Regions from separate parts of the Mus musculus genome. Here region 1 is linked to region 2. Evidence: chromatin contacts called from public Hi-C data. All regions are on one chromosome and are shown on one strand. Each heading gives the region's core, a stretch centred on a gene start, on an enhancer-like site or on the middle of the called end of the contact. The rest is flanking DNA. Distances are from core to core; before and after follow the strand shown. Region 1 overlaps Ttll8 (tubulin tyrosine ligase-like family, member 8). Region 2 has its middle 2.8 kb from the start of Gm33049.

Region 1 (4,982 bases), core at 1,199-3,698, 71 kb before region 2:
ATAGTCTATATACTATATATATTCTATATATGGTATATATTCTATATATTCTAGTAGCGGTCTACTGGTAGAAAACTTTCTCCAGTTTTTTTCTTCAATTTCAAAAGGCCTAAAGCATTTCACTTTTGAAAGCTGTTTTCTCCGGGATAGAGCCCTCGGTTTGCTGGCCCACGCCACTGTCACAGTTGAGATGTTACTCTACTGTCTTCTGGCTCGTGATGTTTTGTCTAGAAATTTTGACTCTCCTCTTTTTCTCTGGGTGCCTTAAGATTTTGTGTTTGGTTTTTAGCAATTTGCTTTATTGTGTTTCTAAGGAATACTTTTCTTTGTATCCATCCTTGTTTGAGTGTGTGTCCCGTCGTTTAACTATGAGTTGACGTTTTTCTCCCAGAGTTGGACTCTGACCGCTATCTCTACAAGCGTTGCCTCTCCTTTATTCTCTCTCTCCTCTTTCTGGGACTGCAAGTGCATGTGTGTTACGCTGTGTCCCGTGTGGCTCTCACCTGGTCTTCTCCTCCGTGGCTATCATGAGAGTCCTTCTGATGCACTTGTCTGTTCCTGGCTGTGTGCTGTGTCCCACTGATCTGTCTGACACTAGGACAGTGCTTTAAGTCAGTGCATGTTCAGGACTTAATCCATCGAAGGAGGCATATGCTCTCTATTCACTCTTCTTCTCAGGAGTTGTCCTCACACCCCCTGTATGAGTTGTTCTGAAGACAGTTCCTTCCTAGTGAGGTTGGTTATAGCTTCATATTTATTAGCCACTAACCCTGGAAATTATTAGCTACAATTAATAGGAAAAAGTTGACGGCAGGGCTTCGAGTGCTTAAGAACTGTGTTTCTCAGCCGGGCGTGGTGGCGCACGCCTTTAATCCCAGCGCTCGGGAGGCAGAGGCAGGTGGATTTCTGAGTTCGAGGCCAGCCTGGTCTACAAAGTGAGTTCCAGGACAGCCAGGGCTACACAGAGAAACCCTGTCTCGAAAAAACAAAACAAAACAAACAAACAAACAAAACCAGAGAACTGTGTTTCTCAAAAAAGCATTGAAAAGAGGATGAAAAATAGAAGCTGTGAACTGAAGACAGATCCACTGTCCACAAGTCCAACTGAGGTCCAGGCTCAGAAGCTGCCGAGTCAGGGGAGAGAAATGGACCAAGTTAAATTCTGGGTTTGTAGAGTGCTTCTCTCTCTTACTTGAAGCCCCGAGTTCATCCTCTAGGACGTCGTAAACTAAACGTGGTGGCCCATGCCTGTAACCCCAAACGCTCTGGTTGAACGTGACTGTCAGCCCTACCCCATGTCCTTGCTGGTGACTTCAGACTTGTAGGCAAAGGCCTGACCTAGAAGCCCATCACAATCTCGGGGTGTAAGGGCAGGGATCGGTAGAGATGTCTGAACAGCTTTCAGATTTGAGGGTACACTCCTGGCACCTGGGAGAGAGACACCTACCACAGTATCTGCAAAGACATGGGGCCAGGAGGCAGTAGCAGGAGGATCAGAAGTTCAAGGTCATCTTCATGTGCATGGCAAGTTCAAAGCTATCCTGGGATCCACGAGACTCTGCCTCAAGAATAAACCCAGAATAGACTCTTTATTAAATACAAATCAGCTGTCCAGTCAGACTAGAAAAGCAACCATTGTTGGAGCTTTCCAGAAATGCAGGTTAAAGCCAGAATGAACCCTTGGTGATAACTCCTGTAATCCCGGGAGGACCTTGAACTCAAAGCCAGCTTGGGCTATATATGAGACTTTATCTCAAAAGCTGAAAAAGGAAAAAAAAAAGAAACAACAAAAATCACCCATGATGGGAGACCTCTCTGCACACCCAGATGGCTGAATTGAAGACTTGAGACACCAAGAATTGGCCCGAATCAACAGCTCTCATGCAGCTCTGGCAGGAGTGTTGAGCAACGGCGTTTTGGAAAAGCAAGAACAGCGTGCCCTATGACCCAGATCTTCTATCCCTGCAGAAATGACGCACCCAACCTCAGATAGACTCTGTAAGCGCAGATCTGACAAACCCCAGCTGTGTCAGAGCAAGGACTGCAAATGGCACAACCATGGTCAGCTCTCCCAGCTGTGAGGCTGAGAGACACTACATAGGAGAAAAAAGAGGAGAGAGGGGGTCGGGGAGAGGGTAATGTGTGTTCATGTCTCCATCCATGGCTGTAAGTTTCAAGAAAGGCAGAGCCTATCCTTGTGGCCAAAGAATGAAAACTAGCTATCATTGGCTGGAACATAACACTTGAGGACTTCCTGAGCAGCCCATTACTGTACCTTGAGCCGGCAATAATGACACAAGAGAACGCATGAGCAAAAATGCCCAAACTTCACTTTTTCTGTTTGAGCTTTCTAAACTAATCATTTTCTTAAATTGCTACAAAAGAGAACCGCGATACTTTACCACTAGGTGGCAGCATTGGGCTCCCGTGTTACCACACTGTATGATTTTGCCTGGTGAGCAGGCTCTGTGGTGCTTTGCTCTGACTGCCCACTTAGAAGTGCCACAATCTAAGGAGCGCCTTGGGGCCCGTTTGATTCTTCTGGAGACTTGCAGATTCCCACATGGACACTTGTGCGTCAGGACCTAGAAGGCCAAGAGGCTACTCTTCATGGGACCTGCAGGGTCCCTGTCCGTTCTCAGTTGAGCACGGATGTCTAGAATCTGAGCATCCATATTGGTTTGAAAACAGGCCAGGCTCCTCCCCTATTTCAGCAATCTCTTGACTTTTACAGCTTCCATCTTATCATTATGTGATGTGGATAACACGGTGTGGTGACAGCTGAGTCCAGTGCTGGCCCACCTTCAGGGGTGACTTCCAGAACCCAGGCTCTAGTGTTCTGGATCATGAGGCTTCTTTCCCACTGGGACAGCAAAATGCTTGTTTTTCTGGAGCACAGTAGTAAATGCTATCAGGCCTTGTTGATAATACCACCCATTACACTAGTCTGGCCCAGCTCTATGGACCAGACAGAAGGTATTGTGGGGACACTGCCGGTTGTCTATACCTGTTTGCACTGTGTACTAACTGTGGCAGGGCTACCCTATCATTATAGTTAACCAACACGTAACATCTGCAGAGGAAGCTCACATTCAGTAGACCAGGGAAGTGGGCTCTGCTTGGTATCTGGCCAGCGAGAGGCAAGCTCACTCCATCACATGCCAACCTGTTCCCTGCACCCGGGGAGTGGAAGCTGACCCCACTACAACTCTTGCTGTCTTGAAACTCTAACCCACCTAGCCAGAGATTGGCATTATTCACTTTCTCCTCAATGCTGCCTCTCCTTTTCCAGCAGGCAGGCAGAACATAAATGTCTCCTGTCCCCCAAACCCTTGCTTCCACCTCCAGGGCTGCAGCCAGAATTGTGGCTTAGCCGTCGCAGGGACTTGACACTAAACATTCTCCATTGTACCAGGTCTGCCCACATATGGAGAACCTGAGAGGTACTACAGGTACTGTGGTGGACGTCTCTCTCTCCCAGGTGCCATCAGTGTACCCTCAAATTCTGAAAGCTGCTCAAACATCTCTACTGATCCCTGCCCTAATTTCCTGAGATTATGATTGGTTTCTAAGTTAGGCCTTTTCCTACAAGTCTGAAGTCACCAACAAGGACATAAGGTCAGGCTGACAGTCATGCTCACAGGACAATAAGCTGACTGCTCCTGTGGACAGGTAGGCCCTCATTGCAGTTTGGCTTCCCTTAGAAGGACCTTTCTAACAACAACAGTGCAGGCAGTATCTTCGCACAGAGACCCACCCATCTCTGGTTTTTCTTTGGTACAGGATTGGTGTCCTTTTCCATGTAGACAATCCACATGTCAGAGTTGTTTGTTCCAACAGGGCCTCTCTATTGTGAAACCTTGGCTGTACTTGAATTTGCTATGTTAAACCCTGCAGGTTTAAAACTCACAGTGATCCTCCTGCCTCTGCCTCTGCCTCTGCCTCTGCCTCTGCCTCTGCCTCTGCCTCTGCCTCTGCCTCTGCCTCTGCCTCTGCCTCTGCCTCTGCCTCTGCCTCTGCCTCTGCCTCTGCCCCCCTGTCCCCCTGCCCCCCTGCCCCCTGCCCCCCCGCCCCCTGCCCCTGCCTCTGCCTCTGCCTCTACCTCTGCCCCCCTGTCCCCCTGCCCCCCTGCCCCCCCGCCCCCTGCCCCCACCTCTGTCTCTGCCTCTAAGTGCCAGGGTTAGAGGTATACACTAGCATGCTGGGCTTAGGGGCCTTAGTTCTTGACACACAATGCCCAGGTCCATCTTCTAAGTCCATGACCCCAGGTATCCTCAACTGGTAGGTATCCTCGGCTGCCCTTAACCCTTTCTTGCCATATAGCCATCAGCCTGTCCTGGATCAGAGGCATCCACCAGTGCTGTCTCTCTGCGCCTCACGCCCTTTCTGGATCTTGCTTTTTAGTGGCAATGCTTCCATCACTGATTCGAAAAGTTACTTTGCGCAATGCCAAGCTCTGCTGAGTAAGATCAGTTCTGTGAACCCTCAGACAGAGATCGATGGGATCCGGAACATCTGGATCATAAAGCCTGCAGCCAAGTCCCGGGGTCGAGGTGAGTTCACTGGGCAGAGTCCTCCCTGTTATGCAAGTTCCCAACCTTGACAGACACCTGCTCTCGGGTGGGGGGAGAAGTGCTGCCAAGGTCAGACGAGGGCCCGAGCTGTGCTAGAGGAAAGAGGGCACTGTCACTGTGCTGTTCTGGAGTTTACTATTTGAGCTCAGATTTTCTCATTTGTATCCACTAAACAACCGCAAAATGTTAGGGTTTTTTGTTTTGTTTGTTTGTGTGGGTGTGGGTGTGTATGTGTGGGTGTGGGTGTGTGTTACCTTGATCTTAGCAACAGGCTTATTCTAGCCTCTAAAAAGGGTGTAGGGGAATCATCATCTCAAACAATGTACTTCCTCTCCCCTGGATTCAGGGTAAAATTCACCTGTAAAAACCGAGCACCCCTGAGAGGCAAATTCTGAACACCTCATAAAA
Region 2 (4,970 bases), core at 2,147-4,646:
GGTGGGGGCTGAAGCTGGGGCGGGGTGGGGTGGAGGGACAGATCAGATAACCCACTAAGCCTTTCAGCCAGCACCAAGCTAAAGTGCTGATGTCACCCAAAAGTCTGTGGTCCTTTTGATTGTTTTGTTTTGTTTTCGAGACAGGGCTTCTCTGTATAGCCCTGGCTGTCCTGGAACTCACTTTGTAGACCAGGCTGGCCTCGAACTCAGAAATCCGCCTGCCTCTGCCTCCGGTCTAGTCCTTTTGAAAGATTCGGGGACAAGGTTATGGCTCTGAGTTTCCCCCAGCCAGGTTCAGGCTTGCGTTGTGCAAGGAAGAAGGAGACGAGAAGAGCTCAGGGTTCCTGAGGATCTAGTGGGGCTAGGGGCATGAAATCTCTCGCCCATTGCCCTAGAAGTCCAGCCAGCCACTGTTGCTAATTCCAGGTCCCTATCTGAGCACAGGTATACATCTACTAAGTAATGGTAGATCAGTGGTCTAATTGGAGGTAGGAGATGCCCAGAGAGGAGACTAGCTTTCTGGTCCCTTGGGGAAAGAACTAACAACCTAAGCAGGTAGGATAAGTCCAGAATCTATTCCAAGGAGAATATGTGCAAAGGAGATCACTACTGGTCCCTGACCCGCTCCTCTGTCTTTGCTTTCTTCAGGTCCTGGTCCCAGCCACACCCTTGCCTGGGTGTTCTCAGAGTGGCTTTAGCTTTCCTTGGCGGCTGTGGGAGGGGAGCTGCTGACTCGTAGTTTCTGGGACGCAGTTTTAGGGTTTCGACCCGGCCCTGGTATCCCGCCCAAGTGAACAAGTTGGCTGATCTGGGACCCTAGATGGAGGCTGTCCCATGGGCAGCAGCCAAAAGATCATCCGCTTGGTTCCCATCCAGCCTGATTGTAAGCTCTAGTACTCAGCCAGCCCTCACCTGATTTACCCGCACCTCTAACCCCAAGGCCCACTACTGCCCTGCAACCAAGGGTCCTTCTTAGCCTTATCTGTCTCTGGAGGTCTCTGGCATGGGAGACTCCTGCTCACTGAATCCCTGTTGCCTGAGGAGGAAAGGCAATGGTTGGGCCTCCAGTTCCCAGCTGTAGAATGGGTTTGCTGGGAGTTCCACCCACCTGGTAGGACTTAAGAGGAAACCTTTAGTGTCCATGAGCGGATCCTGATCTGGTCTGTCATCTCGGCTCTTCCCAGCATACAGAACTACCTTTCACCCCAGGACCTAGCTTGATGCTCCCGCATATCCTGGGACCACAGCCAGGGCTTTGTCTCTTCCAGCAGCCCTAAAGCCCAGCTAGGTAAGCTCCAGCAGCCGAGATACGGAGTGTACTGTATTGGGATGGCCTGGAGGTTATGGGAGTTGGCTCAGGCCTTGGTGGAGTCCTCCAGCTCTTCAATTCCTATTCAAGGGAATAGGCTAGCAGGTGGGAGAGAGGAAGGGTCAGCAGCACTTATACATTCAGGACCCGTAGACAAGTTCTGCTCCACTTTGATATCTTCTTGATTATTGTTTATTGGTAGGGAAACTGAGGCTTGAGAAAGCAAAATGGCTGGCCCCAGGGTGGCCATAGGGGAACTGGGTATATAGTCATACTTGGACTTAGAACTAGGCCCATGGAGGCTGTCCTGGAGGATCAGGTAAGAAAGGGTGCCCAGGAGCTTGGGACAAAGGCTGGTAGGGATGGTTTGATAGAGGTGAAGGGACCTCAGCCAGGTCTTTTCTTCTGAAATCTTGCCTGGCAGAGGTAATTTAGTGACCTGTCCAAGCCAATATGGAACCACTAAGGGGCTCCCAGGCAAGGCCAGAAGGAAGCCAACCTGGCCAGTGGGGTCAAAGGGATGGATGAGGAGCAGGGCAGCTGTCAGACCAGCCCTGCCGCAGCTAGCTCAAGGGCTTAGCGTGTCAACTTAGCTCAGGAACTGAGGTTAGGATGAGCACAGGCTGCGATGGGGCTGGAGACCGAAGTCTTTCAACACCCAGGCACCCGATCCAGGTTTGGCCTCCCTGCGAGGTTTGGCTTTTCCCAGCTTTGCCATGTCCTTTGTGCTTCTGACCTATGAAGATGGGTGGAGCGTGCCTTTGGGTGCTGTCCAGCCCACCTATTCCTCTCTCTATCTTAGCCTCCAAGGCTCAACTGTACCTGTTCTGCCACTCCCAGCTGAGCCAACACCCCCAGCAGGTGGCCACCTGATGTAGGTAATGCCCATGACGCACAAGCCTCGGCTTCTATCCTGTCTGCCTCCTGGCTGGGCCCCAGTGCACACATCCACGTGAGCAAGCAAGAAAGCAAAGGCGCAAACACACACACACACACACACACACACACACACACACACACACACACACACACACACAGCTGCACCAGTCAGACCGGTTCTGCACCATCAACCCTCAACCTCTGTAAAGTTCACACTGGTATAGTACCCACACCGCAAGCACACTGACTCCCTATACCCACAAGGTCCCAGCCCCCAGCACATGCCCTACGTGATACCCAGCCTCAGGTTAGTTTTCTGACTGGTGAGCCAGGTAGTGCTGCTTAACCCAAGGATTTTGTGAGGCTTGGCATGAGGAGACACTCTGCAGCTGAATAGAGCATATCTCCAGCATGGAGGAGGAGTATGGAGACAGCATCCCCCCAGCCCCCAATCCCTCCACACATGTGGCTAAGCTGGCTGCCACTCACCAACTGTTTCCCAACCTACCTCACAAGGGTCTCTTGGAGACACGGGGGATGGTAGCTGGGCTCTGCCTCACTGAGTACAGCCCACCGGGTTTAGGAAGAGGCTGTCACAGCCCTTGTGTGTGGAGCAGGCTGGCAGGGCAGCAACCTCAGGCGACCCCCCCACAGCTGGCAGTTGGTAGTTCATTCCTTAGCTGTGGGTTAGCTGCCTGGCTACTCAGTTACCAACCTTGATGTTCCCCAGGCCAGATTCACAGCAGCCCAGCTTTTCCATTCCTTAGGGCTGATAGAATCACATTCCCATCTCTGGGATCACCAAGTCACCCTGAGGGAGGCTCTGGGGATACAGAGGAGATGGGTTTGTGCTTGTGGATGGGACCTGTGTGAGCCTGGAGCGAGTGAGCCAGCATCAGGATGTGTATCATGTGTGTGTCATGACCTGTGTGAACTTGGGGCCACCAGGTGGGGATGTTGATGGAAGGGCAGTGGGCAGCGTGGGAGGGGGTGGTGAAGAGAGGAACATGGGGTGTGGGTATAGGTAGGAGGTCTCAGGGCATTAAGTGCGGACAGAGGCTTAGTGCTGGCAAGGTGATTCAAATGCGTGCTGAGAAGAGAGAGGGCTGTGGACAGTGCTGAGGGGTCACAGGGCAGAGATGGAGGTGGAGCACCATGGAGGGGCCAGTGGGGCCAGACTAGCCAGGATGGTTGGGGACACAATGGGCCCTTGTCCCATGCCGGGCTCCAGGCGCCCTGAGCAAACACACACCCTGTTCCCTCTGCACACTGTGTCCCCAACTGGCCGTGGCTCAGGGCCAGCAGGGAAAGTAGCCTGGTCAGGACACGTGCCGAGCTTGTCCCTGTGGCTTCCACAGAGCCCTCTACATAGCACGCAGGAGGAGTCCCTTGTGTTGGGTACTCCCCACAGCCTCTCTGCTGCCTCGGGCATTTCCGGAGCCCTATGGAAGTGGGGTCTTGCACTTCCACTTTATCCTGGTTGTCCCTTCTGGCCCTGGGGACCCAGCTGCAGCCATGTGCTGTCTCTGGATGCTATGCTTGTGACAGAAGCCAAACTTGTCAGGGCTGGCTCCAATCCCTGCTGAGGCCCCTCCTGGGTACTGGCTCTCTTTGGACAGTGACTAGCTTCAGCAATAGCTCTGCCAGACATCCTGCCCACACCCAACTCTCCCATGGCCTGGCCCAGATCTGCTCTAAGACGGGGTGGCTGGGTCCCCAACATGCACTCTAAAGGTCCCTGGCCAAGAGTGGGAGTTAGGAAGGACAAGATGGAACGGTCCCACAGAGGCCCGAGGAGTGGTCCCTTTTTGAGTTTCTAAATGAGGCAGGGAGTGGTACAGCGCTAATGTGACAAATGGCTGCTTCCAGGATCTGGAGCTAGGAAAGACGCTCCAGAGTCACTTATATTTCTTGTCACTCCTCTAGCAGCTGTAGAAGCAACCTCCACAATGCTTGACATCTGAGACACCTGGCTACTTGCTGACATAGTACCTTCAGTGGGACCAGAGACAATGGGAGAGACAAACTCTAAAAGGAACTATGGGACAAGGGCACATGCTGGAGGGTCTCCTGTGACAGTACAGGCTGAGACTTCTACCAAGGAACTCCAAGTACCCCCAAGCACAGGATGCTAACAGCTAGAGTCTGGACAGGGATGCTTCATGAGACAAGGTCTGTGTGGCCATATGTACTGGACAACTCCGCCATTCCGGGTCCTAGAGCTGCTGTAGATGGCCTGGTGGGGGCTGATGCTACAGCTGCTTGCTCTGTAAGCCTGATGACCTGGGTGTGGTACCTGAAGCCCACAATGGAAGGAGAGAACCCTCTTCCAAAAGTTGTTCGTTAAGTTCCATACATATGTCGTGGTGTGTGTGAGCTCTTAGTCAAATACATATCACACACACACACACACACACACACATACATACACACACTAAATTAATTAAAAAGAACAACAAGGGCTGGTGAGGTGGCTCAGCAGGTAAGAGACCCGACCGCTCTTCCAAAGGTCCTGAGTTCAAGTCCCAGCAACCACATGGTGGCTCACAACCATCCGTAACGAGATCTGACTCCCTCTTCTGATGTGTCTGAAGACAGCTACAGTGTACTTACATATAATAAATAAATAAATCTTTGAAAAAACAACAACAACAACAACAACAACAACAACAACAACATCTGGTGAAATGATCTGGGCAGCTTCCCAAAGAGCCAGGTGCCTGGCCACTGGGGAGTCACTAAGGGCTCCCCCACCCCCCAGGATAGGTTTCTGGAAGGACAG

What was found. A called contact is a pair of places that touch in the nucleus more often than the background predicts.
Region 1: a contact with region 2 is called in a Hi-C map of liver, with 2.5 times the contacts expected there. The contact joins two enhancer-like sites. A contact is called at or near these places in 1 of 39 promoter capture datasets (embryonic stem cells), 1 of 15 datasets of contacts at CTCF or cohesin (embryonic stem cells), 66 of 484 Hi-C or Micro-C datasets (the AML12 cell line, B cells, CD8 central memory T cells and 45 more), 27 of 115 datasets of contacts at active chromatin or transcription factors (the 230-238 cell line, bone marrow-derived dendritic cells, bone marrow-derived macrophages and 13 more) and 3 of 9 other capture datasets (adipose tissue, liver and pancreatic islet).

Annotation. Positions count from the first base shown.
Region 1 is chr15:88,919,102-88,924,083 of GRCm38.p6, reverse strand. It overlaps Ttll8 (tubulin tyrosine ligase-like family, member 8), which reads left to right. Exons shown (of 12, transcript NM_172818.3): 9 at 4,405-4,553. Among named protein-coding and RNA genes, the nearest start is that of Ttll8, 33 kb to the left of the region's middle. Within about 2 kb of position 2,448, at least 40 of the 459 cell types and tissues checked have an H3K27ac peak or open chromatin away from gene starts, as enhancers often do. A contact at or near this core is called in adipose tissue and liver, where this site is marked.
Region 2 is chr15:88,849,152-88,854,121 of GRCm38.p6, reverse strand. No RefSeq gene overlaps it. Among named protein-coding and RNA genes, the nearest start is that of Gm33049, 2.8 kb to the left of the region's middle. Within about 2 kb of position 3,396, at least 93 of the 459 cell types and tissues checked have an H3K27ac peak or open chromatin away from gene starts, as enhancers often do. A contact at or near this core is called in adipose tissue and liver, where this site is marked.